2 separate regions of the Mus musculus genome follow, and region 1 is linked to region 2. A link is a contact called in public HiChIP or PLAC-seq data. All regions are on one chromosome and are shown on one strand. Each heading gives the region's core, a stretch centred on a gene start, on an enhancer-like site or on the middle of the called end of the contact. The rest is flanking DNA. Distances are from core to core; before and after follow the strand shown. Region 1 overlaps Tmprss6 (transmembrane serine protease 6). Region 2 overlaps Myh9 (myosin, heavy polypeptide 9, non-muscle).

Region 1 (5,310 bases), core at 361-2,860, 620 kb before region 2:
CCGATGGGAGATCAGGGCATCTCTGTGGCTCTCACCAGTTCCTCTGAAAGCAGCTGGGAAAGTTGCACCTCATCTCAGCCCTTCCCCTGGGATACAGGGTCCCCAGTGGAGAGTTAACTCCTTGCTCCATACAGTGAATGCCCTGGGGAGGGCAAGGCATGATGGGAAATATACAACAGAGGCCTGGGGCCTGGTCTCTGGTTATTGTGGGCTGATAAAGATAACGTCATTGCTGGGAAATTCTCTGAAGAATGTGTCCTGGAAAATCTGCTGTGTGGGTAGCAGGGGCCTGAGAGATGGAGGAAGGGAGAGGGAGACCAGGTCCTTTGGTCCAGCAATTGAGGAGTACAGGGAAAAGATGGCTGAACCCCTGTCCCCAGTGCCAGTCTAGAGACAAGGGACTCTTCTACTAGCTGGGCACCCTTGGTCCCTATCTTGTCTGTCCATTTTGTTTTCTCCTGGTTCTGCCTGCCATCCTGCTGTTCTGTTGTTCTGCTGTCCCCACAGGGTCCGCTTGCCCTTCAGTGGCCTGCAGGTGGTGGGGGTGGGGACGCGGGTCTTGTCCTTGTAAGATCTAGCTGCTGGATGCTGGGTTTCACAGAACCTCCTCACTGGGCGATACCGCAGCACTGGCTTCCCCCCTTCCAGGAACCTGCCCTCATTTCCTCTCATGTGATGTCACTCTCCTGTGACCTGCCTGACCCTTTCTGCTAACTTCCAGCCATGAGATAAGGCAGAACGACAGGCTCCAGAGGCCCCTGTAAGCCTGACTCTAAGTGGTCTTTCTGCTTCCCCAAGGCCCTGTGACTAGTGCCACTTGCAGCCACTCTGTATCAGGTCCCCCAAACCATTCTTCCAGGTTCTCTGAAATATCTGCAAGGAGGTGGGGTCAGGGGATGGCTTTCTCCTGACTATAGTTCGGCCACCACACTTACGGAGGCCTGAAGTTTGCCGAGGTCACAGAACTAACTCGTCTGGTGGCAAAGTTATATGGAGCCCGGCTCTGCAAAATGTCCTGTCCACCACAGAGCAGGCCACTGTCCCTCCCTCAGTGCTGTCTTTCTGCCCTCTGTCCTTCAGCTTGTCCATAGAAAGAGCCATGTTCACAGTGAGGCCTGACCCCTCCCACTCCTTTCTCTTATCCATGCTTCTGCCTATCCACCCAGCATCTCTCCAGCTCCTCTGTGGGAAGATGCTGATATGCCGGATTGACAGGCCTAGGAGAAAGATCCCCCTGCTAAACTCACAGGGTGGGGTGGGGTGGGGTAGCAAGGCAATCCATATGGTGCCCCGGTTCCTTCTGACTCCAGCACTTAGCTGCTGAGGTGAGAGGGCTAGGTGGACGGGAGGACCAGAGGGGCCAGAAACTCAGAGGGCCGCACCTGGGAACAGGGCTCCGAATGCCTGAATCTTACATTTGTTCTGGGATGCTCCCAGCTTCCCTGCCTGCTTCTTGGGACCCTTCCCTGGGATAGCAATGCATGATAGGTATAAGATTATCATAACCATAACACAAATTTATATATTTATAACAACGTCCTCAAGGAACAATCGGGTTCCTCTTAGCTTGAAAGGGACTGGCTTGCTCCAGGGCTCCCCCTAGTGGTGATCTCATTTGTCAAGGGCGGCTAGGCTCTGGCTCTCCCTCCCGTCTCCGGGCTTTTAACTTTCCTTGTCAGACTAACCCTTGCTCTTGCGGGTTAAGTGCCTGTGTCAGGAGTTAAATCTGATTAGTTCAGAAATGTATATTTCATCAGTTCCCTCTCAGTTTCTCACGGTAATCTGTGATCGGAAAATACTTAAGTGGAAAATTCCAGAAGTGAATCTGTTTCATTAGCTACCGCTCTCTTTAGAGCCCGATTTACAAAGAGAGATGTGTACAGGCAGAGCATAGCACAGGTAGTGTTCGCCACTGCGTGGGATTTCTGGTGTCCACGGGAGTCTAGGAATGCCTCCCATGCATAAAGGGAAAGTACTGCGATTTCTTTAAAATGCATTCTTTAAAGTAAATAACTTCTTCTTTTTTTTTTAAATCACATTTTCCAGATGCCCTGCCCACTTTCTGGGCCTGTCCTCTGAGGATAACAATCCAGGAATCCATCTTTTTTATCCACCAGGAACCCACATTTCCTTGGCTTGAAAAAGGGCGGGAGGCGGGGAAAGGGTGACGACAAGACCCAGGCTTGCCCCGCGCGCCCCCTGGTGGCGATCTTTTCTTTGACGAGCAGCTGGGCTGTTGGAACTCTGGGTGCTTGAAAAACAATTCCTTTTCAGGACCTCTTAATTTGCCTTGAAAATATGGGGCACGCCAACATCTAGTAACACAAATATCGACCCTTCAAATTATTTGCAGATTCTTTAATAACTGGCTTAATAGAGCAGGGCTGGCACCCTCACACACTCATCTGCCCTCAGTTACAGGGTTCCAGTCACCTATCTTGGAAATTCTGTTGTGTTGTTAGAAGGAGGGAAGGAGGGTCAAACAGGATTAGAGGGTCACTACAGAGGCGACTTTTAGTCTCTGGACTGCACTTTGAGAGCTACTCATGCAAGTAGATTACAGATGCCAGAGCCTAGCCAGGAACGTGAAGGTGAGGGTCAGGGGCTTGGGAAACTACGTTTCCAGAGCTTCTCCTGCCCTGAACTGAAGCGGGCAGGATTCTTGCTCCACTTTGCAGTTTCTCAATCATCTCTGTCCACGGGCTGAGTGAGCCTGCCAGGTTGCTCAGCGGGCCAACTGTGTTTTGTGTGGGGTGAGTCTACAGACAGTTGGCCAGCTGAGGTCCTCTGCCTCTGCAGACACACGGAACCTTTTTGTAGATGGAAGGCTGGCAGAAATGATTGTTTTCCTTGTGGAACAAAGAGGAAGAGTGAGACTCCTCAGAGGAGGCCCTTGACTAGCCAGATTCTCAGAGCCTATGGGTGACTGGGGCAAGAATCTGGATGGAATTTTATCCCACAGTCAATGGGGCGCCACTGCAGGTTTTTGAGCAGGAGAGTGACAGAAACAAACTCCTTTCTAGAAGATGTCTCTGGGGCTAAGCAGCCACCCAAAGGAGAAATGGAGATAGAGGGAGTGTGGGTGGGGCCCATTGTTTCTGACTGCCTGGTCCTTACCCTGGCTGTGCATAGGAACCTAGGTTGTTTCTCATTTTTTTTGGCTGGGAAACCAGTCTATGTGTCTAAGCCATCCCTGGTCACTCCTAGGCTGTGTGGCTTCCGTACCCTGCAGCCATATGCTGAGAGGATCCCCATGGTGGCCTCAGATGGTGTCACCATCAACTTCACCTCCCAGATCTCCCTCACAGGCCCGGGTGTGCAAGTGTACTACAGCTTGTACAACCAATCAGACCGTGAGTACAATTTGAGGTGTGTGTGTGTGTGTGTGTGTGTGCCCGTGCCCTGCCCCTGTGCTGTCCCCAGATGTGCACAAACATTTATGAGGCTAGGCCACAGTGAGAGTGCTATGTGTCTTCATACACATGTGTGCACATGGCACGTAGTTTTATGTGCTGGGTAGGCAGTCACATGTATCCCTTTGGGTGTGTGTTGTCTGGATGTAGCTCTGCATGGACCACAGACACCAGGCACTGGAGCAGGTGTATGGGCACCTAATTGTGTACATGTAAGGATACAGACGCACGTATTTCATGGCATGCATCCTAAGTGTGCTCTTCCGCTTCCATTTCCTACTGTCCCTCTCCTGTCCCCAGCCTGCCCTGGTGAGTTCCTCTGCTCTGTGAATGGACTGTGTGTCCCTGCGTGTGACGGGATCAAGGACTGCCCCAATGGCCTGGATGAGAGAAACTGTGGTGAGCAGCCTGACGCCTTCCCTCCTCTCTCCCTGCGCTGGACTAAGTCTACCTGACGTGTGCTTCCTCCTTGAGAACACCCAGGAGCCCACGGTTCTTGCACTGTGTCAGGATGGCAATGTGGAAAAGCAGCCTCCCCAGAGCCAGCCTACCCCCATAGCATCCCCCATTGAGGGAGTGTCTGGGACACACTGTGACCCTCAGCTGAGGTTACACCCTTTATCATAAGCAAATGTGCCAGCTGTCTGTCCTGGCCCATATTCTGAAAAAAAATAACCAGGAGGGGGAGGGCAGAGCCAAGCAGGGATGGCGGCTGGGCTGAGACTCTCAGGAGCTGGGGTCCAGGGTAGGTAGGAATCCTGTATCTTGTATCTCTCTCCTTAAATGGGGTGGGGCCCTTATCCCTCCAGCCTGAGGCAGGAACTGGTCCCCAGACTAGGGTTCTCAGGAAGAATTCTGAGCAAATGCTGGCTTCTGACCCCTAGAGTCACCATTCAGGACCAGAGAGAGTCAAGGTACCTGGGCAGCGATGCTCCATGCCTCCCTTGTCCATTCTCAGTTTGAGGAGAGAATCAGGGGAAGAGATTTCATATTTGACCCTGAACCTCTAATGACCTCAGGCCCATCAGTCACATCTGTTCCCATCAATGAAATGGGCCTTTCCAGGATGGCTGTGAGACGGGTGTGCAGAACTGAGAGTGTATGATGGTGGGCACATGATGCAGGGAGTATCCGATGCCATTGCAAAGCCCCAGCCTGGTTCCCCCCCCCCCAGCCCCTCCAACCATCACCCTCTGTAACCACAGTCTGCAGAGCCATGTTCCAGTGCCAAGAGGACAGCACGTGCATTTCACTGCCTAGAGTCTGTGACCGGCAGCCCGACTGTCTCAATGGCAGTGACGAAGAACAGTGCCAAGAAGGTAAGGGAACCTGCCCAAGGTCTCCAAGGAGATCAAAGGGGTCATAGCAACACCTACTGCTGTAATGGTCCCTGTCTTCTCATCCAACTACTACCAACCTACTGTGCATACATCAGCTGTCTGCTCAGAAGTCCGTCCGTCCATCCATCCATCCATCCATCCACCCACCCACCCACCCACCCATTCTCCTTCCATTCATCCATCCATCCACTCAATCATTCATTTCCTCAACTATCTAACATCCATCCCTCCACCCACTTACTAATTACCCACCCTTCCACCTTTGCTTCTGATACACCCTTCCCATCCTCTGTTTCACACAATCCCTTGCTCATCCATCGATCCACTGACCTGGCGACCATCTTTCTGTACACCCAACCACCTTTCTAGGAGTCCATGGTTCCATTCCTCTAGCCAGCCAGTCCGTCAGGCAGCTAGTCATCTAGCCAACTGAATATTCAACCACCACAGGCAGGCTACCCAGTGATGGGTCAGGGGCAGTGAGGAAGTAGAAATGAGATGACAGAGAGAGGGTACCTACCCTCAAGGGGATACCTCTTAGTAAGAGGATGTGACGG
Region 2 (5,769 bases), core at 1,277-3,776:
TGGGGCCCTTGGGCAAAACAGTTTCCCAAAGCTAAAAAAATAAAAAAGAAAAAGAAAGAAATTAGTATCTCTTCTGGGGCAGTGCCAAGTACAAGGGCGGGCCATCTAGAAGGCCACTCTGGCACAGGTCTTCCAGCCAGTCTGAATTTCTAGTAACTTTTTTGTATTTTCAATACAAACATGGTAGAAGGGACACATCAAGGCTTTCTGGCCTCAGGCAGGCCGAACCGCTTACTGCTCGCTGCCTGCCTCAGTTCCCCGCGTGTGGCATGGAGATGCCAGCTTTGAAGTGGTGCACTCTTCATCTTTGCCCCACTGCCTTCCCCCATACATTGTTGTCAGCATCATTTCTCCTCACATGGTAGGAAATGCATGTTCAGGTTTTAAAGGTTTTAATGTATTCCACAAAGCTGTTCCTCGGTGCCAAGGTGTGGTAGCTAAGTGACAGTGGAGCGGGACTCTAGGCTTCATGTTGAGACTTCTGAGGCCAGCCCCTTGTGTATCCTTCCCCTTGGACGACACAGCTCAGCTTGTTACTCTGGTTTGAACTGGTTAAGCATTAAGAAAAAAGGGTTTACAAGGCAGCAGCGGCACCTTTATGTAGAGTGTGTTTCCTGTGTTTTATGTGAAGTCACTGGGCTGGAGAAGGCAGCTTCCTGTGTGATAAACACGAAGACGGAGACAGTGGAACACTTTGGATGACTTAACCTAATTAGGGCAGAAAGGGGGCGAGGGCTGGGCATCTTAGCGCTCACTGGGCTGTGAGGCCTGGAGAGTTAAAGGCTGGTGGTCCCTGTCCTTTGTGGTCCCTGCCTTCGCTTAGGGCTGGACACAGTGTCAGCACCACAGCGTCAGTTGCTTGAACAGAACTGAGGTCTCCATCACGCCTGACTGAGGGGTTCTGTTGCTGTGCCATGTAAAGCACCATGACCTAAAGCAACTTGGGGTTGAAAGCTGTTTTTTAAGATTAGGCTAATATCTGTAGTCCTTCACGAAGGGAAGGCAGGAACCTGGAGGCAGGAACTGAAGCAGAGACCCTGGAGGAACGCTGCCTATTACAGCCTTGCTCCTCATGGTTCTCTCAGCTTGCTCTCTTATACAGCCCAGGCCCACCTGCCCACAGGTGGCAATGCTCCCGGTGTGCTGGCTCCTCCCATGTCTACCATTAATCAACAAAATGCCCCACAGGCTTGCCCACCGGCCAGTCTGGGTTGGTGGCGATTTTCTCAGGCTGACATAAAAGCAGCCAGCACAGGAGGATGTGACTAGAACAGAGTAGCAGCCTAAGTCTTTGGGTGTCTGAGTTGAGTCCTAGCTTGGCTAGAGAGAACGGTTAGATTTTATTGAGCACCTATGTGCAGCAGGCCATGTGCTGTTTGTTGAGTTCTTTTCTTGCCCCCAGGAAGTAGAAACTCATTCATTTTGCTGATGAGGTCGCCTTACAGAGATTCAGACTGGGGTGTGGGGTGTGTGTGTGTGTGTGTGGAAGGGTGGGTCTGCTTCTGCTCCTGTGTCCTTTCAGACAGCCTTCATTGTAGGTACACATAGCCTCGTTTGCAAAGAGGGTGGACTGGTCTCCTTAGCTTTCTCCTTCTTGAGCTGTGAGCTCACTAAAGACTATCATCCCCATCGTTCCTGGCCACTCACTGAGGCCTCCTGTGCCCATGGTGTTTATTATAGCTACTTTTCTCATGAGTGTGGAGTTGGAGGTGGGGTGGGGCAGGTGAGAGGACCATGACTGCCAGCATGAATTCAAGCCCAGGATGACTTTGCAGCTGTGGGACCCAGTGGTCCCTGCTTTCTTAACAGGTGAGCTCTTGCCTATGTATTATATACTATTCATTCCTTTGTCTCCATCTGCCCTCCTGTCCAGCCCTAGTTACTCAGTAACCACACCAGATAACATGGGCTTCCCAGGCACAAAGATGGACCCCAGGGCCAGGTGCTGAGAGGAGAGAGCTTCAGGAAGTGTGGTTTCTGTTTGTAGGGGCTGATACTCTTTTTTTTTTTTTTTTTTAAAAGATTTTTTTATTTATTATATGTAAGTACACTGTAGCTGTCTTCAGACACTCCAGAAGAAGGAGTCAGATCTTGATCTTGTTTCAGATGGTTGTGAGCCACCATGTGGTTGCTGGGATTTGAACTCCGGACCTTCGGAAGAGCAGTCGGGTGCTCTTTCCCACTGAGCCATCTCACCAGCCCGGGGCTGATACTCTTTAGCTCATACAGGAGAGCAGGCCTTAGGGGGGGTCTGAGAAAGCAGCCTAGAGGAAGTGGCACTTGAGCTGACTGCAGAATCCACACAGGGCACGACGTGCCCAGGGAGCAGGGTTGGGACCTTGCTCAGGCATTTTCGCTTTGTTGAGGAGTGATTCAGATTGTGGAAGGTTCTGTGACTCACACTGACTGGTGAAAGGTTTCCTCTCTTGTAGGCCCTAGCCTTTTCAGAGCCTAAGGTAGCCTGTGGAGACCTGCTCTCCTTGAACCCTTTTCTGGTAAGTAGAGTGCTCTGTTCCACTCCCAGGTCGTTAACTTCTGACTGGGTGCTGGGCAAGCTGCCGGTGTCCTCTGGTTGGGAGGTCAGACATCATGTTATTCCCAGGCGAAGGACTTGAGGTGAGACATTTCACGGAGAATTGTGAAACACCATTGCTACTGAAAACAGTGTCCTATTAAAGTTCGGAAGAGAAACTAGGAGCCTGTTTGCAGCACAAACATAAGCTGGCAAGAAGCACCACACCATTGAAGTTTTTGGGTTTCCTGCACATATAAGTACCCATTCATGTGTGTACATGAACACGCATACGCATGCACACACCGGCATGCACTTCACCAGATCCCAGGCACAATGGTACTGTGTACACTTGAGTTCTCAAGCAGTGCTGCAATCTGAAGTTTCCTGTGTTGCAACATTCTTCATACTGGGTATTTAATGACCATGTTATGGTCCACTGAGGGGAGGAACTATTATTTACATTGTCAGAAAATACCGTGAGCTTTATTGTCTCTAAAAATGTAATCACTCAGTGAGTATCTAAGCATCTATTGTAGGTCTTGTACAGAGATGGTTGTACATCAAGATGCAGGGTCTGAGATCACTGGGCTGCTCCCTGGGCGCAGGTCTAGTCCTAGGAACATGTTCACTGCCTTCTGGTGTTGGTGTTGTGGCTTGAGACATGGGGGTTTGTAGAGATGGGACTCCTGGGTGCCCAGCCCGGTTCATTGAAAGCTGGTAAAACCACTTTGTCATTCACAAGCTGTCAGGAAGCTCAGGAACTGGAGCCAAGAGCTGCGAGATCTTTCCAGGCTCTGTGTAGGAAGGCCTTCCACCTGCTCCCTCCCAATTCTACCTGTCTCCTATCTCCTGTGTATACCAAAGGCCTGGGTCAGGAAACCCATCTGGAAGAGGTGAAAGACCAAAAGTCTCTAAGGGGCTTTGTTCACAGGGTTGTCTCTGTTGAGGATGCTACTGAGCAGGAAGGAGACTCCCGAGGGTAGGGAGAAAGGGGGAGGAAGGAAGAGGGGATAGGGTTCCTCCTAATGAGGGTGGGGAGGTCTGGAAACATCTAGACACCTTGCCAGGGGCCCAGGTCTCAGTTGAGGCCTTGCTGAGATGTTGTAAGAATTGTAGCAATAAGTTGCAACAGTTTGGCTTTGTTGTAAAAAAAAAAAAAGGAAGTTTCAGAATCCTTGTTGCAGCTTTGGATCTTTATCTGTAGTGGGGGAAGTCTTTGCAAGGTACCTGGGTACCGGGATGGTGGGTCTCTACCTTCATCAGAGAGGGCAGCCTTGTGCTTTGCTCTCTCTGGCCCCTCCCCTCAGTTCCTACTCCATCCAGCTCAAGGTTTTCTGAAATGTTTGGTCTTCTTAGAGAGCAGGAGAGGTAACTTGTTGCTTGGGAAGGAGCCAGAAGCATGTTGCCACCTGCCTCGCTGGGGAATGAAGTGGGCTGGGTGGCCCCAGAAATGCTGATGGGGCTCAGGCATTGCAGGCTTTGCATACCTTCCTGGGTCTCTCTCCACCAGGCAGGTTGTATTTCCATCAGCCCCAGACTTCTTGGGTTTGAAGTTTGTCATGGATCTTAGACCCCCATTACCGCCAGGCTACCCAAAGCAACACAATCTGAGGCTCAGTCTAGCCTTCTCTTCACACATGGGTCAGGTTGGTACTGAAAAAGAGGAACTGGGGGGAGTCCAGCAGCAGCCGGGGGATTACAATGTTTCTAGTTAAGACAGGCCCTCTGTGGCCCTTTAAAAAAGAGATTAGTTTATATGTATTGCCTGCAGAGCCCAGAAGAGAGCTGTGGATTCCTGGGTGTGGAATTATGGAAGGTTACGTGTCACCGTGTGGGTGCTAGAAACTGAATCTGGAGCCTCTGCATGAGCAGGAGGTGCTCTTGACTATGGCCCATCTCTCCTAGCCTCATGCCCCCCCCCCCATCTTTATTCACTTCCTGTTTACACTGGGCTTGGTAATTGTGGGCCAAAGATTATCTCTTGAGTTTATACTATTTTACATTCGTTCCCAGCTGTCCTGGTGCAGCCCAGACATTCTGGTGATCCTTTTCAGGTCTGGGGATGATACCTTTCAGGAGCTGCTATCCTCCTTATGTAGATCAGGGTGGCCTTGAGTTCACAGAGATCCACTTGCTTCTGCCTCCCCAGCGCTGGGATGGTGGTCTGCTTAGATCCCCATTTTTGTCATCTGTAAACAGGATCGTTAACATGTGGGTCACAGCCCTTTGATATGTGACCCACCCTTTCACAGGGTCGCATATCAGATATCCTGCATATCAGATAGTTATATTATGATCCATAACAGTAAGAAAGTTACGGTTATGATGTAGTAAAAATAATTTTTGGGGGGCTACCACAACATGAGGAACTGTATTAAAGGGTCACAGGTTTAGGAAGGTCGAGAACCGCTGGGTTCTCATGTCTTAGCTGGGTATAAGAGGAACTCAATGAAGTCTAGACAAGACTACACATTGAAACTTTGTCTCAAACCAAACCAAGCTATGAACTATGCCCTTGCACCACTCAAACCTGCCTCTTTTGGTTTGCTGCTCTGTAGGATGGAGTGCTCTCAGCTCAGTCTATGGACTGCTGTCCAAGCAGCCCTCAGAGTCCCCTTCCACTTTAGATCAGCCCTTAATGGTCAGATCGGCCCTTTGCGAGCCCAGGTTGTTCACCCCAGTGGTGAGTAGAGCCTCTCTCCAGATGAGCATCAGCAAGGCGAACAGTCCTTGGGTTGCCAGTGCTGAGTAGCTACTCTCAAAGCTTCCATGCTGAGTACTTAGCCTGACTGAGGAGCCACTCCTACTTCTCCTGGAGGTGCTGCCTCCATTCTGACCTTGCCTCACCACCAGGACCCTTGTGAAGTTCATTGCCCATGCCAGACTGGGAACACAACATGTTTCTACCTGACTGGTCAGACACACAGGTTTCATTCCAACCCCCTCTCTCTTGGCTCCAGTGGCCTCGGTTGGGTGGCTGTATTTCCTTGGCTTCTGGGGCCTAACTACCATGAAGTGTGTGTCTAGTATCTACATGAATAGGGAGGGGGTCTGGCTTCTGACCCCATCCTAGTCTCTCACTTGAAGCTCTTTGACCTTGGGTAAGTTGTGGGACCACTGAGTCCGTTTTTTTTTTTTTTTTTTTTTTCCCCATTAAGCTGTAGACTGAGATAAAAAGCAATACCTCAGGGGTTTGCTGCTCAGTGAAGCCTTATTGATCCCTTTGCATCTTTACACATGCTTTGCCCAGGCCA

The links. HiChIP or PLAC-seq counts read pairs in DNA pulled down with a chosen protein or histone mark.
Region 1: a contact with region 2 is called in a FOXA1 HiChIP or PLAC-seq map of pancreatic cancer cells. The contact joins two enhancer-like sites. A contact is called at or near these places in 2 of 115 datasets of contacts at active chromatin or transcription factors (microglia and pancreatic cancer cells).

The regions. Positions count from the first base shown.
Region 1 is chr15:78,444,706-78,450,015 of GRCm38.p6, reverse strand. Tmprss6 (transmembrane serine protease 6) reads left to right here. Exons shown (of 18, transcript NM_027902.2): 11 at 3,208-3,353; 12 at 3,714-3,812; 13 at 4,619-4,732. Among named protein-coding and RNA genes, the nearest start is that of Kctd17, 19 kb to the right of the region's middle. Within about 2 kb of position 1,610, at least 228 of the 459 cell types and tissues checked have an H3K27ac peak or open chromatin away from gene starts, as enhancers often do. A contact at or near this core is called in pancreatic cancer cells, where this site is marked.
Region 2 is chr15:77,829,353-77,835,121 of GRCm38.p6, reverse strand. All of the region lies in intron 1 of Myh9 (myosin, heavy polypeptide 9, non-muscle), which reads left to right. Among named protein-coding and RNA genes, the nearest start is that of Myh9, 9.9 kb to the left of the region's middle. Within about 2 kb of position 2,526, at least 106 of the 459 cell types and tissues checked have an H3K27ac peak or open chromatin away from gene starts, as enhancers often do. A contact at or near this core is called in pancreatic cancer cells, where this site is marked.